Regions from separate parts of the Mus musculus genome. Here region 2 is linked to region 1. A link is a contact called in public promoter capture Hi-C data. All regions are on one chromosome and are shown on one strand. Each heading gives the region's core, a stretch centred on a gene start, on an enhancer-like site or on the middle of the called end of the contact. The rest is flanking DNA. Distances are from core to core; before and after follow the strand shown.

Evidence for each region. Promoter capture Hi-C pulls out the DNA fragments that hold promoters and counts their contacts.
Region 2: a contact with region 1 is called in a promoter capture Hi-C map of pre-B cells, with 2.3 times the contacts expected there. The contact joins the promoter of Dancr here to the promoter of Spata18 in region 1. A contact is called at or near these places in 1 of 39 promoter capture datasets (pre-B cells), 6 of 115 datasets of contacts at active chromatin or transcription factors (acute myeloid leukemia, astrocytes, embryonic stem cells and 3 more) and 1 of 9 other capture datasets (embryonic stem cells).

What each region holds. Positions count from the first base shown.
Region 1 is chr5:73,646,354-73,653,553 of GRCm38.p6, forward strand. Spata18 (spermatogenesis associated 18) reads left to right here and starts at 5,027. Exons shown (of 13, transcript NM_178387.3): 1 at 5,027-5,319. The coding sequence starts at 5,233. Gm34902 (a long non-coding RNA gene) reads right to left here and starts at 5,501. Exons shown (of 2, transcript XR_377025.3): 1 at 5,420-5,501; 2 at 4,627-5,115. It overlaps Sgcb (sarcoglycan, beta (dystrophin-associated glycoprotein)), which reads right to left and starts at 1,384. Exons shown (of 6, transcript NM_011890.5): 1 at 1,322-1,384. The coding sequence starts at 1,360.
Region 2 is chr5:74,090,854-74,097,340 of GRCm38.p6, forward strand. It overlaps Dancr (differentiation antagonizing non-protein coding RNA), which reads left to right and starts at 2,207. Exons shown (of 1, transcript NR_145133.1): 1 at 2,207-3,484. It overlaps Snora26 (small nucleolar RNA, H/ACA box 26), which reads left to right and starts at 2,677; the gene lies at 2,677-2,797.

The DNA of each region.
Region 1 (7,200 bases), core at 3,777-6,276:
CCAACATCTTCCTTTGTTGATGAAGCTGGGGGAGAAGCTTTTTTAAGGGGCAGAAGTGCCAGGACCCAGTGACTGACACAGCGGGGGGCCTACCCTGACTCCCAAACAGAATAGATTACAAAGTTAGTGGGATCCCAAACACAAAAAGCAACCTTTCATGTTCGAATTATAAAGTTGAGGGAAGCTGGTCATTAAGCCCAATGCTTGTTTCTCCTTAGCTCTCTTCAGGCAGGCCGGCTCTGGTTAGGGTAGCCAAGTGGGCAGACCACTGTAACTTTCCGGTAGAATAGAAGCTCAGAGCATCAAGATGCATGCACAGAAGAACTGAGACCCCTCTAACCCAGAGGCTGTAAGGGGTAAACTAGGAAAACCAAGGAATGGCTTCATTCCCAACAAGTCCACTTGCCTATTGTCATAGAGGATTTCCGTGCTTGTTTAGCAGATTTCAGGTCTGTTTTTCATACCCCCTAGAATGAGTCCTCGAATATTTAATAGGTCTGTCGCTAAAATGTTAGCCACTTAAGAAACTATTCCCCCGTTGCATATCAATTTCACTCATTCACTTTCTCCCCGCAGTGATTTCGAAGAAATGAAACTTTTAAAGAGAAACCAGCTTACTGGTTATTTGCAAAGGGAAACAACAATAAAGAAGTGACTACAAAAATAGCTTTTTATTATAATAAGTCACTTTAGCAACTACTTGCACGAGCATGTGTTCACACACTTCACCCGCACACACACTTATGTGCGTGCTTAAGTTACAGCTTGATATCTGAAGGGAAGCCTTTAAACTATTCTAGGCTCACAACGAAGACCAGGAAACACTTGATAACGCATTTCTTAAAAAGTAATCTTAAACCCACTAGACACGGGTCAGTTTTATATTAGTATCTGAATCTCCGAGAAACCACAGTGGGCGGGGAATGGCAGAAGCAAGACCTGGCCACGATCCACGCCAGGCAACAGCTGACCACCACTTGGCTGGCATCGGTCAGCCTCCCGGCCCCGACTGACGTTATTTTTATCCGCATGGTTTCTGGCTGCGGAGAGGCACGTCCAGGCGCAGGCTCCGCAGGCCATGACCCGTGTCACTCCCGCAGAGGGACAGCTCCGCTCTCTGGCCGGCCGGGAGCCGCTGCCCAGGATCCAGCCCGGCCTTCGCCAGCATCTTGGCTGCGGACAGCTCCCGCCCTGCGGCCCCGCCCTGCCGCCTCGCTCCGCCAGCCCAGCCCTCGCGCCCTCCGTCGTCCCCGCCCTCTGTGGGGTCGCCCGGGCCACCCGGCTTCCCAATCCCTCGGCCGGCCGCAGCAGGCTCACAGACCTGCTCGGTCGCTGCCGCCGCCGCCGCCGCTGCCGCCATCTTGGCCCGCCGCAGCCCGCGCTTGCGCTCTGGCACTGGGGTGGGGCTCACACCCTCGATGGCCACGCCCTGTCACGCCCTCGCCACTCCCCCGAAAGAAATCCAGAGTGGGCAAGATTCTGTGTAGGTTCACATCCTTGCAGGGCGGTCCCTCACGACCGTAAGTCGCCCGCGGGTTGCATGGGTGTGGCAAGGATCTCTGGGGCATCCTCAAGTTCTTCGGAAAGGACGCCCTCAAAATCCAAAACATGCCTTTACCTTTATATCAACTCCCCGTCTTGGGATACTGTCCTGTCCTGAGCTGTGACAAACTGCAAGGGAGTATTTGAGTGTACTGGTGGGTGAGACTTGGGTGCAGATCAAGTGGAAACTTTAGGTAGCTTAAATCAAACTAGTCTCTTCCCCCTCAACTCCTCTGGAAGCCTGTGAAGTCAAGTCTGGCACTTTCTTTGAGGCATTAGAGGCAGATTGTCCATTTAATATTGGAGACTATATTAGGTCCTTAGGAACCTAACTTGACTCACAGTGAGCACCAGGAGACAGTCAGGTGCACATTGGTTGCTCTCTGCACTGATTAAGTTGAAAACAATAGAATGAGTAGCATCCTAAGTTCAAGAACTCCTCAGATGATGAGTAGTTTCTACAAACTACCCTAGGCCACCCAAGGGAGATGTCTGATTCAGCTTTTTCTCTCCAGGTACTGGGTCATTTTGCTTTTCTAACTCAGCTTCCCTGCTTCGCCTACTTCTGATGGCTGGCTGGCTGTGGAGTTAAATACTCTGACACACAGCAAATGTCTCCCAACCTTCCCCCTCTCTCATGCCTGATTTCGGATATAAGCTGTATCTATGTGGTCATTTGCCTGGTCCTGTCTTCTTCCCCAACTGCTAAAACTGCCTGGCTCTATCACTGGGACGAACCTGCGTTTTAGTCAGGAAGACTATGTAAATCACAACCCACAGGTTTGAAAGTCGGCGGTGTCTGGGTAATAGCTTGGCTCTGGTCCCATTTATCAACTTTGACAATAAGGCTTTTGACTGCTCCTGGGTTCCTGTGCCTCACTATTCACTATGCTCAAGTCGTTTCCTTTTTCTCTGACAGCTATACTCCTTTGTGTCCCCCAAGAACCCACCAAATGTCACATTCTCTTCAGAGCCCCCATACTCTGATTAGCGCTACTCTGTTTCTAACCTTGTGTCAGTCTCAATCACTCACAATAATGGAACTTATTAAATGTCTTCCAGAGCTGCCTGGCACTCCAGATTCTAAGCAGATAAGAAGCCCCACCTTGCTTTTTTTTTTTTTTTAACATGTCTCCACATAGGTACTTTAATAATGGATTTTTCTGAAGTCAGATGGACCTTGACTGTCTGAAGATGGGTCTCTTCTCCTTGGATTCCTCGTTGCTGAGGTGTTACTGACAGGTCACCCACTTGTTCTCATTGCCAATGTGTCTTCTTCTGGCTGCTGTTGTTTTCTAAGATTTGATATTATACGTGTATGAATGTTTTCCCTGCAGATATGTATATGTACCACCTGCATGCCTGGTGCTGGTGGAGGTCAGAAGAGGCTGTTAGACCCCCTAGGACTGGAGTTACAGTTATGAGCCACCAAACATGTGTAGGGAACCAAACTCAGGTCCTCTGCAAGAACAGCCAATGCTCTTAACCTCTGAGCCATCCCTCCGACCCAGCATGACTGCCCTCCGAAAAACCCAACAAGCGGCTGAAAGAGTCAGAGGCAGATATTTGCACCCAACCAATCAATGGACAGAAGCTGCTGACCCCTGTGGTTGAATTAAGGAAAAGCTGGAAGAAGCTGAGGAGGAGGGTGACCCTGTAGGAGGACCAGCAGTCTCAACTAACCTGGACCCCCAAGATCTCTCAGACACTGGACCACCAAACAGCATATGCTAGCTGATATGAGGCCCCCAACACATATACAGCAGAGGACTGCTGGGTCCCGGTTTAGTCAGAGAAGATGCACCTAACCTTCGAGAGACTGGAGGCACCAGGGAGTTTAGAGGTCTGGTGGGGTTGGGGAGGGAGAGGGTAGGGACATCTTCGTGGAGACAGGGGTGGGGCTGGGGAGGAAGTGTGGGGTGTGGAACAGTCAAAGGGTGGACCGGGAGGGGTATAAAATACGGAGCATAAATAAATAAATAAATAAATAAATAAATAAATGATTTTTTAAAATGAGAACCAATTCACAGAATTAACCACAAGGGTAGTGTTCGTCATGTCTAATGATGTTTTGAAGTTTTTTCCCTTCTGATGCATTTGGAGGGTGCTGTGTGCTTGCAATGTCTCTAATTCTCACAGCAGTCTTATTTTAACGGGAATTATACCAGTTCACTATGACACCCATTTGATATTCAGGATTTTATCTTGCATTATTCTGCTTTTACCATAATTTTCTCCCTTCCCTTCCTCCTTCCCCCCTCCCCTCTCCCCTCTCCTTTCCTCCTCTCCTCTCTCCTTTCTCTCCTCCCTCCCTCTCCTCTCCTTCCCCTCCCTCCCCTTTCCTTCCTTCACTTCCCCTCTCCTCCCTCTCCCCTCCCCTCTCCTCTTTCTTCCTCTCCTTCCCCTCCCCTCCTCTTTCTTCCGCTCCCCTCCCCTTCCCCCTTTCTCTGTACTTGTGTGGAGGCCAGATATTGTTTTAATCTCTTCACCTTATTTTCTTGATACAGGATCTCTGCCTGAACAGAGAGCTCAGGAATCATCTAGACCAATTGGCCATCAGTCCCAGGGAATCTCCTGTGTCAGTGCCCGGATTTAAAACAAACAAACAAACAAGAAACCCAAACAAAACAACCCCCAAAACCTCCCCATGTCTCCTGTGGATCCACTCAGGACCTCGAGCTTGCATGACAACCACTTCTCGGACTGGTAAATCCTAGCAACTCCGTTTTAAAAAGCAATTTCGTGCAAATGGAACAGAGGCTAGATTTCCTCTGAACAGCAATACAGGTCCCTGACACAGCGAACAGTAAGACACGAGTGTCATGGCACCCGCCCACCCCCACTTCCCACACAACACAGGCTTGCACCTGATCGTGCTGAGGAAGACCTGGAAGTCAGGGCGAGGATCCCGCCCGGTAGTGTGTGTCTTTCTGTACAGTACAAACCAACGGACAGACCCACGGAGGAGGAGGAGGGCACAAAGCCCAAAATGAAAGTAGTAAAAAACGGACATTGGAGTCCCAATTTCACAAATGGAGAATTAAAGGCACTATGGGTGGAGGAATAAAGAAAGGGCCAAGGAAGTGGTTGCCAAAAAGTCTACTCAAAATTTTCATGAAGTTAACTTGCTTTCCTACGTACGCACTGCCACCCAGTACGGGGTGCAGCCCCGGGTTAGGTGCCCTGCGGTTCCCAGCGCAGGGTCCCACAGCAGCCCCCCACCCCAGGGTCTGGGTGTCCTCCAGAGGGTAGCACAAGTCGGAGTTTCGACGCTTCTGTGCCTTCGCCTCGGGCCCGTTACGCCACGGCGCTGGGTGGGAGGAGGTCGCGGTAGGGGTGGGTCCCCAAGGTCCCCAGGCTGGGAGCGAGGAGTGGGGGGCGGGGCGTTGCTCCGACGCTAGCCCCGGGTCCCTGGCAGCCGGCCGCCACGTCAAGGTTTGTTTAATAATCGCCGGGGTATTTATGGCCTGGTCGGCAGGCGGCTGCGGGGGAGCCAGAACAGCGCGCCGGGCAGGGGGGACCTGCCCGGTCCGACCCGAGGGGGAGGATGGACACTCCAGCCGCGTTCTGAGCCTGTGTGGAAGATAACATCCTTAAGCTACATCACCCCGTCGTTCAGCCTAAGCCACCCACTCCCTCGTCCCCTCTACTACTAGATCTCCCGGAGTCGGAAGCGCGAAAAAGCGCGCGATGGCAGAAAGCCTGAAGAAGCTGGCCAAAAGCGAATCTTTACAAGCACTGCAGGATAAAGTCACCTACTGGGTGAACGACTACAACGTGAGTCAGGGTGGGAGATCCTAGGGCTCACAACCCCACCGCTCTTGGGACCCTAACGGGGATCTCAGACTCCTACCCAGGTCAAAGAAGAAAGCCCCACCTTTATCGGTGGTGGGGTGACTCCAGCCGTAGCGCTAACCAGTATTCGGTAACCTTGGACACCCGCGGCCCTAGCAACAGAAGGGTAGCTTAGAGCTGCCAGCCACTCCCATTCTCAGGACCTTCCCCCCTCCTTCCCTTTTTAGGGATTCCCGGAGTGAACTTTCCCTACACCTGGGTGCTATTAAGGAAAAGGGGCACTTGTAAAGGTTGCACTTTTTGTTTGCCCGCTGGTCAGCATGGCTATTAGGGTAGCAGGGCAACTTCCAGGAGGTGCTGGCAAGGCTTTTGTAAGAAATTACTGTGTCACCAGCACACTGTCACACTCAGAAGCACACTCCAAACTTCATGAATGCCACTTCAGCGGTGTTTCAACAGCTGCATGTTGAACTTGGCTCTCTTCGATGGAAGTGTCTTCAAGAGGAGGCTCTGAGTTTTACCCAGGCGGGGAGCAGTCAGGAAAGTGACGGTTAGGTTCTCCATCTCTATGTGGCTACAACTAGCCAAATAACGTTTCCTAGCCACACTGGGTCTCAGCATCTTATCTGTTCCATTGTTGGGATTGGATTAAACAATATGTAAACTTACTTTCTAGATCTCATTTTTAAATAATGTAGATCATCTTGTTTCTGAATTTACATCTGAACGTATCCCATATCTTGTTAAGTGTAGTTTCGATTTGGATCCGTTGCTAAGCACAGTCCTGTAATCCCCCAAAGAGGTTTTTATTAGTACTAGGGAATCTTGACTTAAACCTTAAGATCTGTATTCCCTACAGCAAACTCTAGTTGTTAATAATGTTAGTTGTAGAAGACTATATTTATTAAAAAGCTGTAAACTGTGTTGGTTTGGAAGGTTAATTTTGCAGTGTATACTCCTATTGGCTTAGCTAGAATTAACTTTAAAAAAAAAAAAAGTCACGTATAATCCTTTAGAATCATGAACACAGTTAAAGCCATTCCCCAGTAGGAAACTTTAAAAGAAAGTGTGTAAATGGCTCAGATTAACTCTAAACACAATGCACACTTTCAAGTTTTCCCAACTAAGGATGATTCGGGCTAATACCTGAGTTAGCTTTGCTGCATGAAGTTCCTTCTCTGGCCCTCTTCATCTCAGCCTTGATTTGAGGAGCCCCACTGCTGCACTCACCACTGTGCTCTGAGACAGGCTTCTTTTCTTTTCAGAGCATATGGTGTGCCTTCTGTACTAGATGTGGGGATTATTAGCACTGGAAGCTATATTTTTAATTAAAAACATTTATTTTATGTGCATGGGTGTTTTGCCTGTGTATCTATCACCTGTGCAGTGCTTGCAGAGATCAGAAGAGGACACCAGGTCCCTTGAAACTAGAGTTAGAGATGGCTGTGAGCTGTCCTGTAAGTGCTGAGAACCGAACCAGGGTCTTCACTAGAGCAGCCAGTGAAGCCATCTGTCCATCCCTAATGGAGCTGAATCTTAATGATGAGCCTCAATCTGCAGAAGAAAAGGAAGGGTAGAGGAAGCCTCATGTGCAAGATTTAGGATTGGTGGGGGCTGGGAGGATCGACACCTGATGAAGCTGAGAAGGTGGGGGGTTGGGGGCAGATACCAGAGAGCTTTGAGGGGTGTGTTTGGGAGTTCAGCCTTTGTTTGAGGGCCAGAAAGGGACTCTGAGAGCATAATGCAGAAAGAAAACCACTTAGGATTAGGTGTATACAGGCCGTTCTAGTTGTCTTATGATGGGGAAATGGGAATCTCTAGAAAAAGGGTTTGGAGCTAGGTGATACTTGAGGCAACAGAATG
Region 2 (6,487 bases), core at 957-3,456, 440 kb after region 1:
CTCAAGTTTATGTGAAAAACAAAAATAATAACAGCATAAATAAATAAATAATCAGTCAAACCCTATAAGAGGCAAACTTCTGAGGAATGGTCTGGTCTCTAGAGTTAAAAACTAGAGTGTGGTTGTCTGTGTCTGCCTGTAATCCCTGCAAGCAGGAAGATCAGGGGGTCAAGGCTAGCTGTGGCTACATTCGAGGGATTCAAAGTTACCCAGGACTACAGGATCCAGATAACAGACTACACAAAGTCGGAAGAATGGCTAAACAGATTGCTGTTCCTTATAAGACATGTTGCATGACACAACATGAAAAAAGCTTAAAAGCAAGTTTCAAATGAAGAAAATCTAGTTTTAAAAGAACCAAGTATGACCTGGCAGTGGTGGGGGCACGCCTTTAATCTCAGCACTCAGGAGGCCAAGGCAGAAGGATCTCTGTGAGTTCAAGGACAGCCTGGTCTAAAAAGCAAGTTTCAGGACAGTCAGGATTACACAGAGAAACCCTATCTCAAAATAACAACAACAAAAAAGGTCACATGTGTGATTCCATGCCTACAAAAAATCTAGAAGAGACGGTTTCCAATTTAAAAAAAAAATGTATTATTATTTACTGTTATGTGTGTGTGTTTGTGTGAACTTGTTGTTGTCCAAAGGGGACTGTGGAGCTGGAGCCTGGCGTTGCAGGTAGTGGGTGCGAGGAACCGCAAGAGAAGCAAGTGCTCTTAACTGCTGAGCCATCTCTCCAGCCCCATGGGGCTTCTTTTTCCAATAAGACGCTGACTGCAAAATGATCTGGGAGTAGACAATGGAGATGATTATAAAACCTTGAGGAATATTTAAAAACACCGATTTGTACACTTAAAAGGGTGACCTATAACACTTGGGTTCAATCTCAAAAAGTTATCTAAAAAGTCAAAGCAAGTTGACAAAGCAGGTCATCATTTTTTTTATCTAGACTAAAAGTGGCTGTAAAGAAACACAGGCGAGCATGATGAATAGACTTAGAGTCCTTATTCAAACGAACTCATTGTAAAGTAACATTGTATCAGAATAGTCTTGCTGTGAACTTGGAGCGGCTGTTTATTCTAGCAATCACATTGGCATTGTCCTCAGGCAAGATGGCCTCTTTTCTTTTGAAATAAATACTGAAATATTAAGAGGTGAAACAAACCAAGCTTGAGATTTGCTTTAAAATACCCCCCCTCCCCCAACAGACCAAGACGATAGATGCGCCAGGTCTGGAATGAATGGCTGGCTTTTAGCCGAGAGAAGAACGCAGGCACGTGGCTCTTTGAACATTTTTAGTTTTAATATAAGTTTGGAAATTTAATTTCTTCAAATTAAAAAAATAATTTTATTATTATTATTATTATTATTATTATTATTTTAAAAACCTTGCCAATAAAATCATCTCAGACCGTGGAAATTCTCATTAAAATAAGTTAAGCACATATCCAGGCCTGGTGGTGAAAATTTGTCGTCCCTTCTACTCAGGAAGCTGAGGCAGAAGGACGGAAAGTTCCAGTCTTGTCTGGGAAATTTAGTGAGACCTAGTTTCAAAGTAATAAAAGGGTTTGGGATCTGAGACGCCAGGCTCTACTTTTAACCCAGGACCACTAAAAACAAGACAAAGGTATAGCCTAGGTGGAGAGTGGCATGCATGCCAGCAATCCTAGCACGTAGCACTGAGGATAACAAGTTTGATGAATACCCTGAACTAGCTACACAGTAAGTTAGAAAGCAGTGTGGGCACCTAAGAGAGACTCTGACTCAAAATTAATGGTACGGGCTGAGGAGGTAGCTCTGTGGTAGAGCTCTGTTGAGAACTAACTGCCTCACATCTCCAGCAACATTTCTCCTTGATATTACTCTCCAGGAACACAGAAAAAGGCAGCTCCTCTCAGGGTTAAGGAGGGGCCCTGGGAGTGAACTAGCTGAACAAGAAGGGATCTAAGTCGGAACACACCTAGCACCGGCATAGCTTCAGGAAAGGAAGGTTTCCACTGAGCACAGCCTCAACGCTTCCAACACCGCAGTGGGTGGAGAACCTGCTGCTGGAAGTCAACGGCCCCACCCTACCGGGTCCGAAACGTCCCGACGATTGGCTTCCCATACCAGCCACGCCTACAATCCTTCTGACGATTGGCTGCTCTCCTTTTCCTGTTCTGCCCCCTCCAAGCGGCCCTCTGATTGGTTGCAGGTCTCGGGGGGGGGGGGCAGCTCCGCCCCTCTCCCGGATGGCTGTATTAACGCAGCGCGCAGCGGCTCGGTCTTTCGGTCCCGGCCTTGGTGGTGAGTGTCCTCGTGGGAGGGTGTCAGGATGTCCCCGTGTCCCCTCGAGCTTTGCCCGCCCCGAGCTCAGCTGCTCCCGGCGGCCAGAACGGAGGGGTAGAGCAGTTCTCAGCGGCCCGCGGGGCGGGCGGCAGTGTCCAGCCCGGGGCTGCGCGAGACACAAAGTCCTCTGTGCCGTCCGACCCGGGCACCCTGACCACCGCCCTTTCCCTCTGCAGGCCGATCCACCCGAGCCGGTCCCCACTGCCCAGCCGTGCTGCTGCCTCGGACACAAGCGCAGGTACGTCCCGGCATTGATCGGAGGCAGGCCCTGGCCACGTGGCCGAGAAGACGGAGGTTCCAGGCCTGTCTTTGTTGAGCTGCGCCGGGCCTCCCCAGTCGCCCTTTCCTGTGCCCTTTTAAGGTTGTCGCAGTACTTTAAGAGGCTAACACAGAAGGGTAAAGGAACTCTCCATAAAACCCAGAGAGGAAAACTACACCTCCTCTTTGGATCCTGTCTGGAGTCACAAATGAACCAAAAGCTTCATTTAAAACTTGAATGTGCGCATTTTAGGTTCTGGCGATTGCTAGGTAGTGATATAGGATTTTAAAGAAAAGAAAACGTAGCCTACCTGGTTTAATTTGGTTGGAGGAGAAAGTTCAGAAGACAAGAATACATTTGCTTTTCTAGAAGTGAGATTTTAGGTCAGCTGGAAAGGATATAGTTGAGTATGTTCCACTTATGTGAAACATTTTTATTCTTTCATAGGTTGAAAACTACAAGAAACCCGTGACTGAATGGCTCCAAGGTGAAGTACTCTTGCATGTAGTGACCAGGTTTGCCTGTATTCCACTTTAGGATTAGTATCGAAGCTGAAATAGGTGAAGTGAGGGCCATGTGAGTTTCCTTGAATGGCCTTGTAACTGATTACCCTGAAGGTAGTTTGCTAAAGATTTTAATCAATGTACTAGGATCCTGCCCCACCCCTTCTTCATGTCCCACTGCCCTAGAATCAGATCTGCATGGCTATGACATGCTCGCCGTTTTAAAGATGCAAAGATTTCATGCTAGATCATTAGAATGTATCTGGACTTCGTTAGGACAAGTTCTTTGCTAGTAACCAGTCACGTGCTAGCAATTGAGGTGTGTTAACCTGTATATTGTTGCCTATGAGTAATTTTCCATAATCTTTAATAAAGGCTTCCTGTGTCAATTCTATGGCTTGTTCACTTGTTCTTATTACTGGGGAGGGGGGGGGGGGTCAGAACCACTTGGAGCAATTTGTCCTAACACCATGTGCGTGCGTCCCTAGGATCAAACTCAGGCTGTCAGGCCTGGTGCCAGCCACTGCTAGCTGTAAGGTTATTTCTTAGCATTGTTTTTCAATTGTTTTCCAAGCTTCTGTTTGGTGCCTATTGAACCCACGATTTATATTCATCTAGGCCTTGTGTGTGTGATGCTAGGGATATAACTTGTCCTTAGGCTGCATGGCGCCTTTACCTGGGCCTTTTAATTTTCAGAAGTGGTTTCATTTTAAAAGAAGCCACCTTCAAGGATACAAAGTTGTGTGAGTATGCAGGGAGACAATGGAAACTGTTACAATTGAGTCTGAAATATCAATTGTTTCTATTTACACAATAGCCTTAAAGTTCTCTGACCAAAGTAGACAAAACTGCAGCACAGTTCGGCTATAATCATATTGGCTACATTGTACTGAGTACTGAGAGTACTCAGTAGCCACATGTGGCCAGGGACAGCGCAGTACAGGTTTCTGTTACTATAAGGTTGCTGGTAGCTATTATAAGCTACTCTGTAAACATCTTGGTCTTTTTTAAGTGAGCAGCCTGTAGATGTGCCTCCATGATGACAAAATCTTAAGCGGGGTATGGGCAGAGGAAGCTGGAGGATGGGACATTACCATCACACCCTGCTTTTAATTGGGCCAGTGGAACATCAGTAAGATGAGCAGGAGTCTAAAACTACCTGCTAACACCTGCACTAGCCCGAAAAAGGACACAGGCTACATTTAATCGAAATGTATAATTTAGAAAAATTCAAAATAGACTGGAGAGCTGGCTCGCCACTTAGGGACCACTTGCTATTGCAGAGGGCCTGGGTTTGGTTCCCAGCACTCACGGAGGCTCACAACCTCTAGGGAGTGTGACACCAGGAAAGCTTGGAGTGCCCATGCATACATGTAATCAAACACGGAAAGTCTTAAAAATGCCAAAGCTACCTCGTGTATGCTTTTAGGTTGCAATTTCAGTGCTTAGGTTGCAGTTTTACAACACAAGACAGGAAAGGAAATAGGTATATGCTAGGTTTTGAGTGTGTATGTATTCAAAATTAAGTCCATTTGAAGTTGGAATATTACAAATGAAGTTGTAATTTGCAGGGGTAGAGGGCATAAAGGGGAGTAGTAGTTTTAAACTCACTGGTCCTCATAGTCCTTAGATCCATGCACCCATGAAGCCAATGTAAGATGTTCAATATGTATTACATGTTGACATTTCCCTGAGAACAATGGCCCTGAATGTATGCCCAAGTTACAGGTTCTTCAATTTGCTTTGGCCTCCGCAAAAATCATCAATGAGAGACAGTTTTTCCAGAAGTGAGTTTAACTTTGCAGCTACTTTCACCTGTTGGTGTGCCTCTGATTTTATATAAATGCTGTCGCTGACTGCATTGATAAGGGCTCTGGAGGTGTAACAAAGTCATCAGGCACTACCAGTGCTTCTCAGCCTTCCTAATACAGTTGGGACCTCTTTAATAAGTTCCTGATGTTGGGACCCCCTAGCCATAATTCATTGCTACTTCATAACCAAGTTTGTTACTGTTACAATTACAATGTAAATATCTGATATGCAGGATATGATCTGTGACCCCAAGGGGATCTGGACCCACAGATTGAAACACTGTTAGATGAACCAAGTTACAGCCAGTACTACTATGGCTGATTTCTGAAGCTGCTCATGAAGGATTAGAGCAGACAACCTGTGGGAAGTTGCAGGCTTAGGGCCCATACATACCACCTCAGCCTTCATTTTCCCTTCTGCTAAAGGATATCTACATTTCCCTAGTTGTGCAGTGAAGAGGGTAGTTGAAATGCCACAAGGCAGACAGCACCACAAACCACACAGAATCTAATAAGTGTCCTAAAAACTGACCTTGGGCCATACATTTAATATGAGCTAGCAAGTGTGAGCCAGATGTGCTTGCACACACCTTTATTCACAATACTAAGGCATCTGTGAGTTCAAGGACAGCCAAGGTAAATGCAAAACATGCACAAGCACTTAAGAATGAACTAGTTTCAAGTTAACAGTATTTCGGTTGGAACTCACTGGGAACCTCAAATACCAGAGATTGATAGAGTTAGTTTTAAAATAAAGTGCATGCTGATGTCTGTCTCCTGTCTTTTTTTGTTTGTTTTTTTGTTTGTTTTTGTTTTTATTTTTTGTTTTTCGAGACAAGGTTTCTCTGTGTAGCCCTGGCTGTCCTGGAACTCTGTAGACCAGGCTGGCCCCGAACTCAGAAATCTGCCTGCCTCTGCCTCCCGAGTGCTGGGATCAAAGGCGTGCGCCACCACTGCCCCGCTTTGATGTCTTCTGTCTTATGCATGACTGGATATCTATAATTCTAGTTCCCTGAACTAGATATACTACAAATACTGTGTATTTTTGGAATTCAGTGTAACACACTGAAAGCAATATTTTGTAAGCTTTAAATGTTTTACTTAGTTCTCAGGTCAAAGTCTGTCAGTTACTTTTGGTGTGTGTGGAGGTGTGTTTTTCCTGCAGGTAAGTACTTCGTGCTTGCCTGAGGGCACTAGGTCTCCTGGAACAGAACAGTTGTAAGTAGCCTTGTGGGTGCTATAACCAAAGCAAGCGTCCCCTTTGAGAGCAGCAAACATTTAACCATCAACCTATTTCCAGGCCCCATTTCATTTTTGTTTGCTTTTGTCTGCTTTGGGGACAGATCTCCTGTCACCCTGGTGAGCCTAGAACTCTAGCTAGGGTGACCTTGAACTGCCTCACAACCTCCCAGTTTTAAGGTGGCGCTTGGGATCGAACCTAGGACTTGCATGCTAGGCACTCTGTCAGCTGAGCTCTGCCTAGCTCTCCTGCATGCGTCTCAATCCATCCATACAGTAATAACCTCTGAAGAATGACTAATGCTCCATTGTATGCTTATGCAACAGATGAATATTGTTTGAAATCA